2 separate regions of the Pan troglodytes genome follow, and region 2 is linked to region 1. A link is a contact called in public Hi-C data. All regions are on one chromosome and are shown on one strand. The core of a region is the stretch at or near the end of the contact, and the rest is flanking DNA. Distances in the headings are between cores, read along the strand shown.

Region 1 (6,429 bases), core at 2,304-4,803:
GCAAAACCCCGTCTCTTTTAAAAATACAAAAAAGGGAGGCCGAGGCAGGTGGATCACCTGAGGTCAGGAGATTGAGACCATCCTGGCTAACATGGTGAAACCCCGTCTCTACTAAAAATACAAAAAAATTAGCCGGGCATCGTGGCGGGCGCCTGTAGTCCCAGCTACATGGGAGGCTGAGGCAGGAGAATGGCATGAACTCAGGAGGTGGAGCTTGCAGTGAGCTGAGATCACGCCACTGCACTCCAGCCTGGGTGACAGAATGAGACTCCGTCTCAAAAAAAAAAAAAATTGGTCGGGCACGGTGGCTCATGCCTGTAATCCCAGCACTTTGGGAGGCCGAGACTGGCTGATCACCTGAGGTTGGAAGTTCGAGACCAGCCTGACCAACGTGGAGAAACTCCACCCCTATTAAAAATACAAAATTAGCCAGGCGTGGTGGCGCATGCCTGTAATCCCAGCTACTCTGGAGGCTGAGGCAGGAGAATCGCTTGAACCCGGAAGGCGAAGTTGTGGTAAGCTGCGATTGCGCCATTGCACTCCAGCCTGGTCAACAAGAGCGAAACTCCATCTCAAAAACTAATAATAATAATAATAAATAAATAAAATAAAGCCGGTTGTGGTGGCGTGCGCCTATAATCCCAGCTACTCGGGAGGTTGAGGCAGGAGAATTGCTTGAACCCGGGAGGCGGAGGTTGCAGTGAGCTGAGATTGTACCACTGCACTCCAGCCTGGGTGACAAGAGTGAAACCCCATCTCAAAAAAATAAAATAAAAATAGGGCCGGGCGCAGTGGCTCATGCCTGTAATCCCAGCACTTTGGGAAGCCAAGGTAGGTGGATCACAAGGTCAAGAAGTCGAGACCATCCTGGCCAACATGGTGAAACCCTGTCTCTACTAAAAATACAAAAATTAGCCAGGCATGGTGGCGGGTACCCGTAGTCCCAGCTACTCAGGAGGCTGAGGCAGGAGAATCGCTTGAAGCCGGGAGGCGGAGGTTGCAGTGAGCCGAGATTGTGCCACTGCACTCCTGCCTGGCGACAGAGCTAGACTCCGTCTCAAGAAATTAAAAATAAAAATAAAAACAAGGCCAGGCCCGGTGGCTCTCGCCTGTAATCCCAGCACTTTGGGAGGCCGAGGCGGGTGGATCACGAGGTCAGGAGATCGAGACCATCCTGGCTAACACGGTGAAACCCCGTCTCTACTAAAAACACAAAAAATTAGCTGGGCGCCGTGGCAAGCGCCTATAGTCCCAGCTGCTTGGGAGGCTGAGGCAGGAGAATGGCGTGAACCCAGGAGGCAGAACTTGCAGTGAGCCGAGATAGCCCACTGCACTCCAGCCTGGGCGACAGAGTGAGACTCCGTCTCAAAAAAATAAATAAATAAAAATAAAAACAAATAAATAAATAGACTTAGTGGGGTCTGTGCTACCACCTGGACACAAAACCTGGATGCTAAGAGGGAAGACAGATACTGTCTGGCTGCTGGGAATGTTCTTGAGGACAGAACAAACCCAGGAAGGACAGAGGTGTGTGCAGTCCTCAATAGCCCCTGCCCTCAGGGTTCAGTTCCCTCCCTGCCTCTCCCTGTTTGCTCCCTGCCAAGCTTCCTGGGGCTCTCACATCTTTTCCTCCAAGTCTCCACCCCCTTTCCCCCAAAACTCCTGCCTGCCCCCCACACCTCCTTCCCTGCTTCATCAAACCCCTGCCCCCTCTACCTCCAACTAATCTTCCCCAACCTCCCATCCTCCCCAGTCTTTGCTTCCCAGAATTCTGGGAAGTTTCCAACTGGAGGTTTTAATTTGAAAACTCCTCCTTTTCTTAAGCAGTTGGTACTGGGGTGGCTGCTACAGGATCTGAATTGGGGACCTTCTCAGGATGGAGGCCCCAGCTCCGAAGCCCTGATCATGAATTTCGGGCTGCTCCTCCATGTTCCGCCACCAGGGTGCCATTTCCCTGATGATGAGCCGAGAGGGACATGTGGGGAGGAGGGGGCCGGGACCATCTGCCTTGCCGCCCCACCCCTTCTCTGTGGCCGTACCCAGGGGCTTCTCAAAACGGTCACAGCAGCCTCCCTTAAAGCTGGGCATGGGGCGTATGGTGACCTACACCTGCAAGAGCAAGAAGGCCTGGCGGAGAGGTGAAGTCAGTTCTGCCCATAGCAAGCCAGGAGGTGTCGGGCAACCTGCCTGAGAAGGAGGGGAAGGAGCCAGCAGGGGCGCCTCCGGAAAAACAGGGGCCTCAGACAGGTGAGGGGCTGGAATTGGGGGGTACCCAGGTGGGCAAGGCCTGGGACAGAGGTACTGAGAAGAGGCCTGGACGTGAGATGGGGGAAGGGCATGGGCCTGAGATGGGGGACCCATGCTGGGGAGGGTCTGGGGAGGGAGGCCTTGGGTGGGTAAAGGTCTGGGACAGGGCACCTGGTGGGGAAGGACAGGGAGATGTGGGTGGGGCCAATGGACAGAAGCATCTGGTGGGGAGGAGGCTGGAGATGGGGATTTGGTTTGGGGAGGAGGGAGAGATGGGGTCCTCCCACAAGTGAGGGGTTGTGGATGGGGGATACCAGATATGAAAGAGGACGGGCTAGGGAGTAGAAAGGGAATGTGCCAGGGCCAGAGGGACGGGGGCGTCCTGTTGCTCCCAGCTCCTTCTACAGGCCTGGCAGCCATCCCCTGTGAGGACAGGGACCCACCTCTCTCTCTGTTCCCCACCCCCTCATCACCCTACTTTTGAGAGCGATAATCCCCCTCTATGATGAGGACCCCAGATGCAGAGCAGGGGGCTGATGGGAGAGGAAGGCTGCAGAGGGCCAGCAGACCTGTGGGTGAGCCTTGGGGGAGGTTTAGGGGGTCTCTGTCACATCTCTGAGCCCCACCTGCCTCCCTCACCTGACTGTGCTTTGGGATTAGCAGCCACTTTATCCAGATCCTGCAGTTGAAGGAAGAATACCTGCAGAGAGCCACAGGACCCCGTGAGGTCAGCCCTGAGCCCTCCACCAGGGAGAAGGAGTGTCTGCTTGAAGGTGAGTGTGGTGGCCATAGGCATAGGGGAAGCGCCAGAAACGGACCCTCTTCCTGTAGAACTTCTTAGGGGTGTGGGGCCTGGCAGGACACGGGACACATTTTGAGGGACTGCTGGAGTCAGACTGCCTGGGTTCAAATGCCAGTTCTAACATGCTGAGCCGTGCGATGGGTGGCAGCTTGCTCAACCTCTCTGTGTCTGTTTCCTCGTCTTTAAAGTGGGAATATAATAGTAGCTATCCTTGAAGGAAGTTGCAAGGATGAACTGAGATACTCTTTGTAAAATGCCCAGAACGGTGTGTGGCACACAGTAGGCATTTGCTAAAGAAAACAGGGCAACCCCACCCACAACTCAGCCCCCTGTGTGCTTGCCCTCCAAGGCCTGGACCACCCCACTTGCTGCCAGCCTGTCAGTGATCACCACCCATTCACAGGAGACTGCGTGTTGGCCTCTTCCAGGGTGGAGGCAACTCCTTGGAACCACTTCCACAGTTTGGACAAGGAGCTTCAAAACTCGGCCATGGCCAAGGTCTGTGGGTGATGGGGTCATGAGGCATGGGTTGGGGCCTTTCCCACATCAGGCTGGGCCCCAGAATATGTGGCCTGGGCCCGGAAGGAGCAGTCCCCTTTCTTAGCTTTTTGGGACATGTTGCCTCCTGCTTCCTGTCTTGCCTAGGGGTGGGGTGGGGCTGCAGGCCTTGGGTCCTGGGCCTCCTCACCTGCTCAGAGATTGGCTGGACTCCTCTCCAAGATTTGCCCAGCGAGGAGAAAAGTGAGGAAGAGAAAATGAAGGAAGAGGACAGCTCATTCATCCCAGGCATTGTTGCCCTCCAGTGGCCACTGAACAAGGCTTTCAGATCCACAGACACAGTGGGGGCTTCCGCCCTTCCCCTCCCACGTGCCCCCAGGCCCAGGAAGCCTCGCTTTGGCCGGCGGCTCAGGGGTGCAATACCAGCAGGTACCACCAGATGGTACCAGAGGACCTAAGATGACCACCCGAGACCGGGGAGCAGCGTGTGGCTGGGCTGGAGGCCACACTAGGTGTAACGGGTCTTCCTCTGGGTTTGGGAAGTGGTGACTGCGGGGGTGGTACTACTCAAGCACCACCCTTTCTCCCAGCCCAGAGGCTTCTAACGCCTTCAGTGGCTGCCTCCATCCCTGGTTTTCCCATCATGCACTGCTGTGACAGAGCCCCGGAGGGTCCTCTCTGCCAGTAGAGCCCCGGGCAGCCCAGACATGGACAGCAGTTGGGTTAGTGGTGATAGCATACATAATATGATGAAAATCGTGGTTCACATTTACATAGCCATTAATGGGGCAGACCCTCTTTAAGCACTTTTCATAAAATCCTGCATTTTATGACTCTGAGGTGGGTCCTATTGCCATCTCCAGTTCACAGTGAGAACTTGCCCGATGTCACACGGCTAGTGATGGGCAGAGTTGGGACTTGAGTGCAGGCAGTTTGGGTTCCAGATCCAGGCTCTTGAGTTGGTTGGTGGTGGGGGTAAATACCTGCCCCTTGCATGCTGTCCCCAGTGGGTGAAGACGCAGGCTCTCATGCTGCCGCTGCCAGAGAAGGCCCTCAAAGAGTGAGCTTCCTGGGGAAGGCAGGGCGAAGGAGGGGTGGTGGCTGGCTGACTCTACGTCCTGGAAGAAGAGAGGGCTGTGGCTGAGGGTGAGCAGGAACCACAAAGAGCTGGGATGAGGCTCAGGGAGCGGTTGCACCTCTGGGTCCTTGGGTTCCCAGCGGGCTGCTCCACCCTACTCCTGCCTGTTCCCTGCCATCTCCCTGTCCCTTGCCATCTCTCTGGCTCTCAGGTTTCCTGGAGTCGGAGTTGAAGAAGCTTCTGGGAATGCAGCAAGAGTCCCGCCTCTGGAAGCTAGGCAGCCAAGAGGGCCGAGAGCTGCTTACCCGGCCAGAGATCACCCTGGTGGAGGTGAGCACTGTGGATGGCCAGGTACGCTTGGCCCGTGCCAGACCACCAGCCCCTTCCTGGAGAAGGTGGGGCTGGAGGCTTACCATCCCCTCCAGGCCCTGGGCCCTGGTTCCAGCCCCTGGGCCCTGGTTCCAGCCCCCGGGCCCTGGCTCCAGCCCCCACTGCCTGGGTAGGGTAGGCATAATGCCTTCTTGGTGGTAGTTTTTCTGAATTCAGGACCCTGGCCCCCTGAGTGAGTGCACACTGCATGCACATACACACACACACACACACACACACACTTCTCCATCAGTCTCTCTGTTTCTCACTTGACTCAGAGTCACAATGTCCATTATTTTTGTCTCAACTTTGCTATTCCTTTGCTATGTGGCCTTGGGCAAGTCCCTTCCTCTTTCTGAGCCTCAGTTTCCTCATCTGTAACATAAGTGAATTTGTCTAGACAGGCTGTAAGCTTTCCTGTGCATCTGTAATTCACATGATGCTGCTGTTTTTCTAATCTCTCTCCCATTCTCGTCCACTCCAAACACACATAGGCTCAGGGGAGCGACCCCGCTGGGTCAGACCGAGTACCATCCTGCTGCTCCCCTTCCTTGACATCAGCCTTTAAAGGTTAGGCCTGTCTCAGCTTCTTTGAGTGCACATTGATGGATCTGTTGAAAATGTGTTGATGACCTTTTTGGTTAATTTCCATCCATTCATCATCTCATGCTTTTATTCAGTGGACATTTGCCCTGACAGTCTGTGTAGCTTACAAAAGGAAAGGGCATGGGGTTTGGAGGCCAGAGGTTTTAGTCTGGCATTAGCTTGCTCTGTGATGTTGAGTAGAGGCCTCAGTTTCTTTACCCGTGAAAGGGGACTGTTGCAAGGACCTCCTGAGATGACGAGTGTGCAGCTGTAAGCTGCAAAGGCACTCCCTTGCGGGGGCTTAGCACAGTGTGATTCACTTTGGAGCAGTGCCTATCAGAAAGACTTGCCACCTGGGGCTGGGTGCAGTGGCTCACGCCTATAATCCTAGCACTTTCGGAGGCTGAGGTGGGCGGATTGCTTGAGCTCAGGAGTTTGAGAAAAGCCTGGGCAACATGGTGAAACCTTGTCTCTACAAAAAATACAAAAATTAACCAGGCATGGTGGCGTGCACGTGTGGTCCCAGCTACTTGGGAGACTGAGGTGGGAGGATCACTTGAGCCCCGGCAGTTGAGGCTGCAGTGAGCTATGAGAGTGTCACTGCACTCCAGCCTGGGCAATACAGCGAGACCCTGTCTCAAACAAACAAAAAAAAACATGCCTGCTGGGCACTGAGGGGCATCCTTCTAATTGCCCCAAGCCCGCGTGCATGCCCATGTCACAGGAAGCCCCTGTGTTACCTCATCCACAGCCACGTAGGTTGTCAGCACCTGGCAGAGCCCCTCACTTTTGTCTTTTCACATCGAAGGGTTTGAATCTTGGTATCTGCCCTTTCTGGTCCCTCCTCCTT
Region 2 (6,429 bases), core at 1,650-4,149, 87 kb after region 1:
CTACTTCGGCTTCTACAGCTTCAGCGAGCTGCTGCGGCTCACTCGCACACTGCTGGGCATCATCGACTGTGTGCAGGGGCCCCCGGCCATGCTGCAGGCCTATGAGGACCCCGGTGGTGAGGCCTTTGCCCGGCTCGGGCCACCCTGGCGGTCCTCAGCCTCCTCCTAGCACAGGAAGTTCCCTCAGATCAACACCTTCCCCAGCCCCGCATTCCCCCGACCCAACCTGGCTCTGCCTCAAGGGGATATCTTGGGCCCAAGCCCCTCCCACCTCAGCAGGACCAGAGGGGTCCCTGCCCGGACTCCCTGGAGACCCCGGGTCTGTGGGAGTTGCCTTCCAACCCTGCTTGGTCTTGAGGGGAGATAGTGAGGGAGGAGCGAGACAGCTCTGTCATCGTGTGTGTGAGGAGGAGGGAGGCACAGCCTGTCTGAGGGTTGAGCGGCAGCCCTGCCCTCCCAGGCACTCCCAGGCTGCATAAAGTCATCTAAACAAAAGGTGCCTAGAGCCTGGCACTGGTTTTCGGGGCTGTCCTCCCCGCAGTGTCCTCTCAGCCCCCAGGCTGTGTAGCTGCTCTCATGGTTTCCTACAGATAATTCTCAGTCATCTCCCCACACAGCTCACCTTTGCCCTGACACGTCCTTCTTTTCCCAGATTTGCTTAAAGCTCATGTCCTCCAGGAAGCCTTCCTGGGTTAGCCCTGTCCCTTCCTTAGCAAGGCTTTGCCCTGCAGCTGACATAAACAGATTATGCATCCTCTGCCTCCCTCATCAGACCAGGGACCCCTGCGTACACCCTCTACAACCTCCTTGGCAACCTCCTCTGCTTCCCCCTCCACAGGCAAGAATGTGCGGCGGTCCATCCAGGGCGTGGGGCACATGATGTCCACCATGGTGCTGAGCCACAAGCAGTCCGTCTTCAGTGCCCCCAGCCTGTCTGCTGGGGCCAGTGCTGCTGAGCCGCTGGACAGAAGCAAGTTTGAGGAGAATGAGGACATTGTGGTGATGGAGACCAAGCTGAAGATCCTGGAAATCCTTCAGGTGCCTGGGCCAGGACCGTGTGGGAGGTGTTGGGTATAGGGGGAGGGTAATGGGGCGGGTACAGGGAGGCTGGGCAGGGCGAATCCCTTCAGATCTCAGTATTTAGTACTGGAAGTCTCCATCGTGATTGGCTGTCAGGCCCAGCGGTTCCCACAGTGTGGTTCTTGGGCCAGCCTCACCTGGGAGCTTGTTAGAAGTGCACATTCTTGGTTGTGCAGTGACTCACGCCTGTAATCCCAGTGCTTTGGGAGGCCAAGGTGGGAGGACTGCTTGAGCTCAGAGTTCAAGACCTGCGTGGGTGAGACCCCGTCTCCATTAAAAAAAATAGTAATAATGATAAATAAATAAAAAGAAAAACAGAAATGCACATTCTCCGGCCCCACCCTAGACCTACTGAGTCAGGAACACTGGAGAGGGGCCCTGTGGGCTGTGTTGTGACAAACCCTCCAGGTGATTCTGAGGTGCACTGAAGTCTAATTCAATTCTCCCATTTTACAGATGGGGAAAGTAAAAGCGGGGAGGTAAAAGCGGGGAGGGGACTTTCCCAAGGTCACAGGGATTTTGAAGCAGAGCTAGAGATTTAAGAACCTATTTCTTGGCAAGGTGGATGCAGTCATCCCTGTTGTGGTCTCATCTGAGACTCCCCAGCCACACCCCAGGAAGGGGCTCATCCCCGAGGAGGGATGAAGATGCTTGCTTTTGCCTTGCTGTCACCGGAGGGCAGGAAGGGTAGCGCAGTGACCTCCGTGGGGGACCTCTGGCGGTCAGAGTGGAGGGAGCTTCTGACTCATTCTGAGGGCTGGGCCTTCCATGTCTGCATCCTGGGGCTTGGCCAAAGGCTCAGTGCCCCATGAGACTGTGTGACTCACCCATGTCTGCAAGCCCTGCATCCTCACGTCTGCCCCACAGTAGCCTCTCCTCCTCCCTCACAGGCCTCAGTTTCCCCTCCCGTGAGTATCCAGGGTCTGTTTGGCTGAGCAGGATAGGAGGACAAGAGTCAGTTTTTGGACCTGGGGGCTTCATTCCCGTTCCTGTCAGTGTCTAGCCTGGGAAAGAGGGACTGAGTGGGCCGGGCGCAGGGGTGCTCGCTGCCTCATGCTGAGAGGAGGCCCTCATACTCTATCACTGGGGCAGGAGCTGGGGAGAGGGCACCCTGGGCCTGGGGAGAGGGGTCTTGTTTTTTTTGCTGTGACATCCTGGAGCATCCCAAATGACTGTGCTGAGGACTGCGCTGCCCCAAGTGCTAGAGCCTATTTGGGGGCCCCCTGCCCCCTGCCCCCTGCCCCCATAAAGTAGGAAGGGCCTTCTGACCTCAGATCAGTCCTCACCCCATCCTCACCTGACCTTTCCCCATTCTTTCCTCTCTTCTCCAGTTCATCCTCAATGTCCGCCTGGATTACCGCATATCCTACCTGCTGTCTGTCTTCAAGAAGGAGTTTGTGGAGGTGTTTCCCATGCAGGACAGTGGGGCTGATGGCACAGCCCCTGCCTTCGACTCTACCAGTAAGCCCCTGCCCTGCCTTCAGGCTGAGGCTGTGCGACTCTCCCAGGGATACACAGCAGTGGGGTGGAGCCAGCTCCTCAGCCCTGCTCCTTTTTCTAGTCTGCAAAGGCCTTTTCTTTCCATTGTCTCATTTAATTGCCTCAGTGAGGGGGAAGGGCAGGGATCCTTCCCTTCGTTTTCCAAATGGGGAAACTGAGGCTCACAGAACAGCAGGGACTTGCTCGAGGTGACAGCCAGTCAGAGGCTGAGCCAGACCGGGATCTGGTCTCCTGACTCCCAGCCTGGATCTCTGCCCCCTTTGTACTGCCCTGCAGGGGAGTAGGGGGCTGTGGCTCCTCCCCTACTTGGTTCCTTCCCAGAAAGGGGCAGGCAGAGCAGCTGCTGTGCAGCCAGTGCAGGGAAGAGGGTGGTTTGAGTGTCTCCCTGTGCTCCCCTCTTTCCCGGGCTGGGCCTACAACCTGCTTCCATCTGCCCCTCTCCCCACAGCTGCCAACATGAACCTGGATCGCATCGGGGAGCAGGCGGAGGCCATGTTTGGAGTAGGGTGAGGCCAGGGTTGAGCTGCAGGGGTGTGTGGGGTTGGGAGGCTCGACACCCCCTCTTGGGCTGGTCTGGGTTCCTGGGCTGGGGGCTGGCTCTTCCTCTCTTCCATTCCCTCTAAAGACCCTCACCGGGCTTTGTGCTCAGCCCCTCCCCTGCCTCTCCAGTCCCAGAGATCTGGGGGGCCCTTTGGTTCCCAGTCATCCCGCCATTCTTTCACCCCTACTCAGGGCAGGTGTGCCTGTCTTGTGCAGTGGACTTGAATCAGGTAGCTGGACAGCTGGAACAACGTCCCCGGTCCCACAGCAGGGCGGAAGTGTGGGGACATGCATCCCATCCACCCGAAGCCCTGAGGGGCTGGAGGCAGAGGCTCACTGGGGGCTCTTAGCATCTTGGGGCCAGGCTTGTGCCTGGGTCTAGCAGGGCTTATGGACTGCTTTTCAGAATGGTGATTGTAAACTCATAAAATAAAGCACATAACAAGACAAAGGGAACCAGTGGCTTGGAGCGACAGTTATCAAAATATTGGAGAAAACAAATTAGTAGTGACAGTTATATATGTGCCTCTTTACTAATACGTTAAGTAGCGAGCTGCACTGGTAGGTGTAATTAGTACCACTACTTCAAGGCAGCGATGAATATAAACGATATTTTGTGATTTAACAACTCTGAGGTGATGTGAAAACATCTGTTATATTTATTGGTGACAGACTTACAGGTGCCACAAATATTTCCTCATTGAAGGAAATGCTGTATTTTGGTTAGAGGTTGGGAAAAATAAAGATGTAACATTTTCTCCATCTCTGTTCATGGGCCCAGCTTCTATCCATGAATCCCCCGCATGGTGGCAGTGGGATCTGTGTTAAGAGTCCTTGCTTCTGGCTGGGTGTGGTCGCTCATGCTTGTAATCCCAGCACTTTGGGAGGCCGAGGTGGGCAGATCACTTGAGGTCAGGAGTTCGAGACCAGCCTGGCCAACATGGTGAAACCCTGTCTCTACTAAAAATACAAAAATTAGCCGGGTGTGTTGGCGCACACTGGTAATCCCAGCTACTCAGGAGGCTGAAGCAGGAGAATCATTTGAATCCGGGAGGTGGAGGTTGCAGTGAGCCAAGATCATGCCACTGGCTGCATTCCATCCTGGGTGACAGAGCAAGACTCTGTCTCAAAAAAAAAAAAAAAAGAGTCCTTGCTTCAGTTGCTTAATCAAGGGGAGTCCCGAGAGATCCCAGGAGACACGGGTCACTCCGGGGATTCAGGGGAGTGGCTGTTAAACTGCTGAGAAAGTGTCAATATTTTAAGCACATTTAGACTGGCCCTGCATCTGCTAATTGGGTGGTGGAGAGTGTGCTTGTGCCAGGGCCCCTTACCCGCCATGGACAGCAGGGAGTGTGCCAGTCTCACCCATGCGCCCTGCACCCTTGTGCCCGCAGGAAGACAAGCAGCATGCTGGAGGTGGACGACGAGGGCGGCCGCATGTTCCTGCGCGTGCTCATCCACCTCACCATGCACGACTATGCGCCGCTGGTCTCGGGTGCCCTGCAGCTGCTCTTCAAGCACTTCAGCCAGCGCCAGGAGGCCATGCACACCTTCAAGCAGGTGACGGGACTACCTGGCCCTGGCCCTGAGCATGAGGCCTGCACCGGGCACGGGGGGACAGTAAACGATGATTGAGGAGCTCACAGCTCAGGGGGTAACTTGGGATGCCCATTTGGGGTTTCCAGCCTTGCTGAGTTCCTAGGTGAAGACTGAGTCTCCTGGCCTGGCTCAGTGCCTGCCATTTCTTATGATGTGGACAGCACTTTACAGCTTGCAAACTATTATATGCACCTATGCTAAATGCTTTGAATCATGCCTAGCATGCAGACAACCCTCACTGACGTGACTGGCATTTGCTATTGTGATGTCACGCAGTCCCGACAGCTCCCTGTGAAATATCAATACCAGTCGGCGTTGGCCTTTAAAAAAATAAGTGCCTGCCATGTACCAGGCACTGAGCACTGGACTTGCATTATCGCATGGCATTCTCACAGCAGCCCTGACAGTGAGGTTACTACTCTCCCTCCCATTCCAGAGCGGGGAGAAATCCAGGCCCAGGGAGCTTTCCTCCATTGCCCACAGACCCAGAGCGAGGATGGTGGCAGTCAGACGCAGGCCTGGGTCTTTCGGGGTTCAGGGCTGCCAATATGTTTTGCCCTGCCTGTTTGGGGTCTCAGTGGATAAGTGACAGACCACAGCCACATGTGACACTAGTCAGTGAGTAACTGAAGCCAGGTTATGTGGCAGCTCAGGGCAGGCAGTGCAGGGAGGCCTGTGGCCAGCAGGGAAGGCTTCCTGGAGGTGGTGGGCTTATGGCAGAGCCAGAAACATTGAGTGGGAATCGGCTCGGTGGAGAGGGACAGGTGGTGGTCTACAAGAGGGGAACCCTAGAGTAAGGAAGGTGCTGGAGGTCTCTAAGTGGCATGGACCTGGAGCCCATCTCACCAGCCAGGCCCATCCTCCACCTTCAGGTTCAGCTGCTGATCTCAGCGCAGGACGTGGAGAACTACAAGGTGATCAAGTCGGAGCTGGACCGGCTGCGGACCATGGTGGAGAAGTCAGAGCTGTGGGTGGACAAGAAGGGCAGCGGCAAGGGTGAGGAGGTGGAGGCAGGCGCCACCAAGGACAAGAAAGAGGTAAGTGGGGCTCCAGGGGGCCAGGGCAGGCCTCCCTGTGAGGGCTGGGCCTGGCTGACCTCCATCCTCTCTCTGCTTTCAGCGTCCCACGGACGAGGAGGGCTTTCTGCACCCACCAGGGGAGAAAAGCAGTGAGAACTACCAGATCGTCAAGGGCGTGAGTGGCCAAGGGTCCTTGGGGTAGGGATCTGCAGCCCCAGTGGTCCTGGGGGCTCCCGTTGGCCCGGCCCCCCTGTGCCTCTCCCTGTGCTGGCCACTGGCCCTCACAAGAGACATCTTTCAGCCTTTGCTGCACATTAAAAACAGCCCTGCCAAGGTCCAGATGGAATTATTTTAAAGCCGAAGGAATTCCATGAAATTCCATTTCACAGTCATATTGTTCTATTTACTTTTATGGGTGGAATTGGTTTTTTTAGTGCTTCCCTGGCCTGTTGCAAGGGTCTGATTCAGCGCCTGTGACCTCCTTCCCCCTTCCTGTCCCGGGTGCCAGCTGGAACTTGGCTGTGGTGGGCTGGGCAGAGGGCAGCCTGAGAAGTAGGGAAGGGGCTCTGGCTCACCCGCCTCCCCTGCAGATCCTGGAAAGGCTGAACAAGATGTGCGGGGTTGGGGAGCAAATGAGGAAGAAGCAGCAACGGCTGCTGAAGAACATGGATGCCCACAAGGTCATGCTGGA

What was found. Hi-C and Micro-C count contacts between places; a contact is called where the count stands out from the background.
Region 2: a Hi-C map of stem cell-derived neural progenitor cells shows a contact between it and region 1, with 2.4 times the contacts expected there. The contact joins the enhancer-like site here to the promoter of LOC134810291 in region 1. A contact is called at or near these places in 3 of 7 Hi-C or Micro-C datasets (induced pluripotent stem cells and stem cell-derived neural progenitor cells).

The regions. Positions count from the first base shown.
Region 1 is chr5:39,463,423-39,469,851 of NHGRI_mPanTro3-v2.0_pri, forward strand. It overlaps LOC134810291 (putative gametogenetin-binding protein 1), which reads left to right and starts at 3,554. Exons shown (of 4, transcript XM_063812901.1): 1 at 3,554-3,888; 2 at 4,388-4,391; 3 at 4,837-4,955. The coding sequence starts at 3,574. It overlaps LOC134810290 (putative uncharacterized protein encoded by LINC00336), which reads right to left. Exons shown (of 2, transcript XM_063812900.1): 2 at 5,680-6,051. The coding sequence ends at 5,795.
Region 2 is chr5:39,551,497-39,557,925 of NHGRI_mPanTro3-v2.0_pri, forward strand. ITPR3 (inositol 1,4,5-trisphosphate receptor type 3) reads left to right here. Exons shown (of 58, transcript XM_016955263.4): 21 at 1-116; 22 at 839-1,038; 23 at 2,412-2,541; 24 at 3,029-3,086; 25 at 4,515-4,680; 26 at 5,592-5,756; 27 at 5,839-5,913; 28 at 6,329-6,429. Among named protein-coding and RNA genes, the nearest start is that of UQCC2, 37 kb to the right of the region's middle. Within about 2 kb of position 2,900, at least 4 of the 24 cell types and tissues checked have an H3K27ac peak or open chromatin away from gene starts, as enhancers often do. A contact at or near this core is called in stem cell-derived neural progenitor cells, where this site is marked.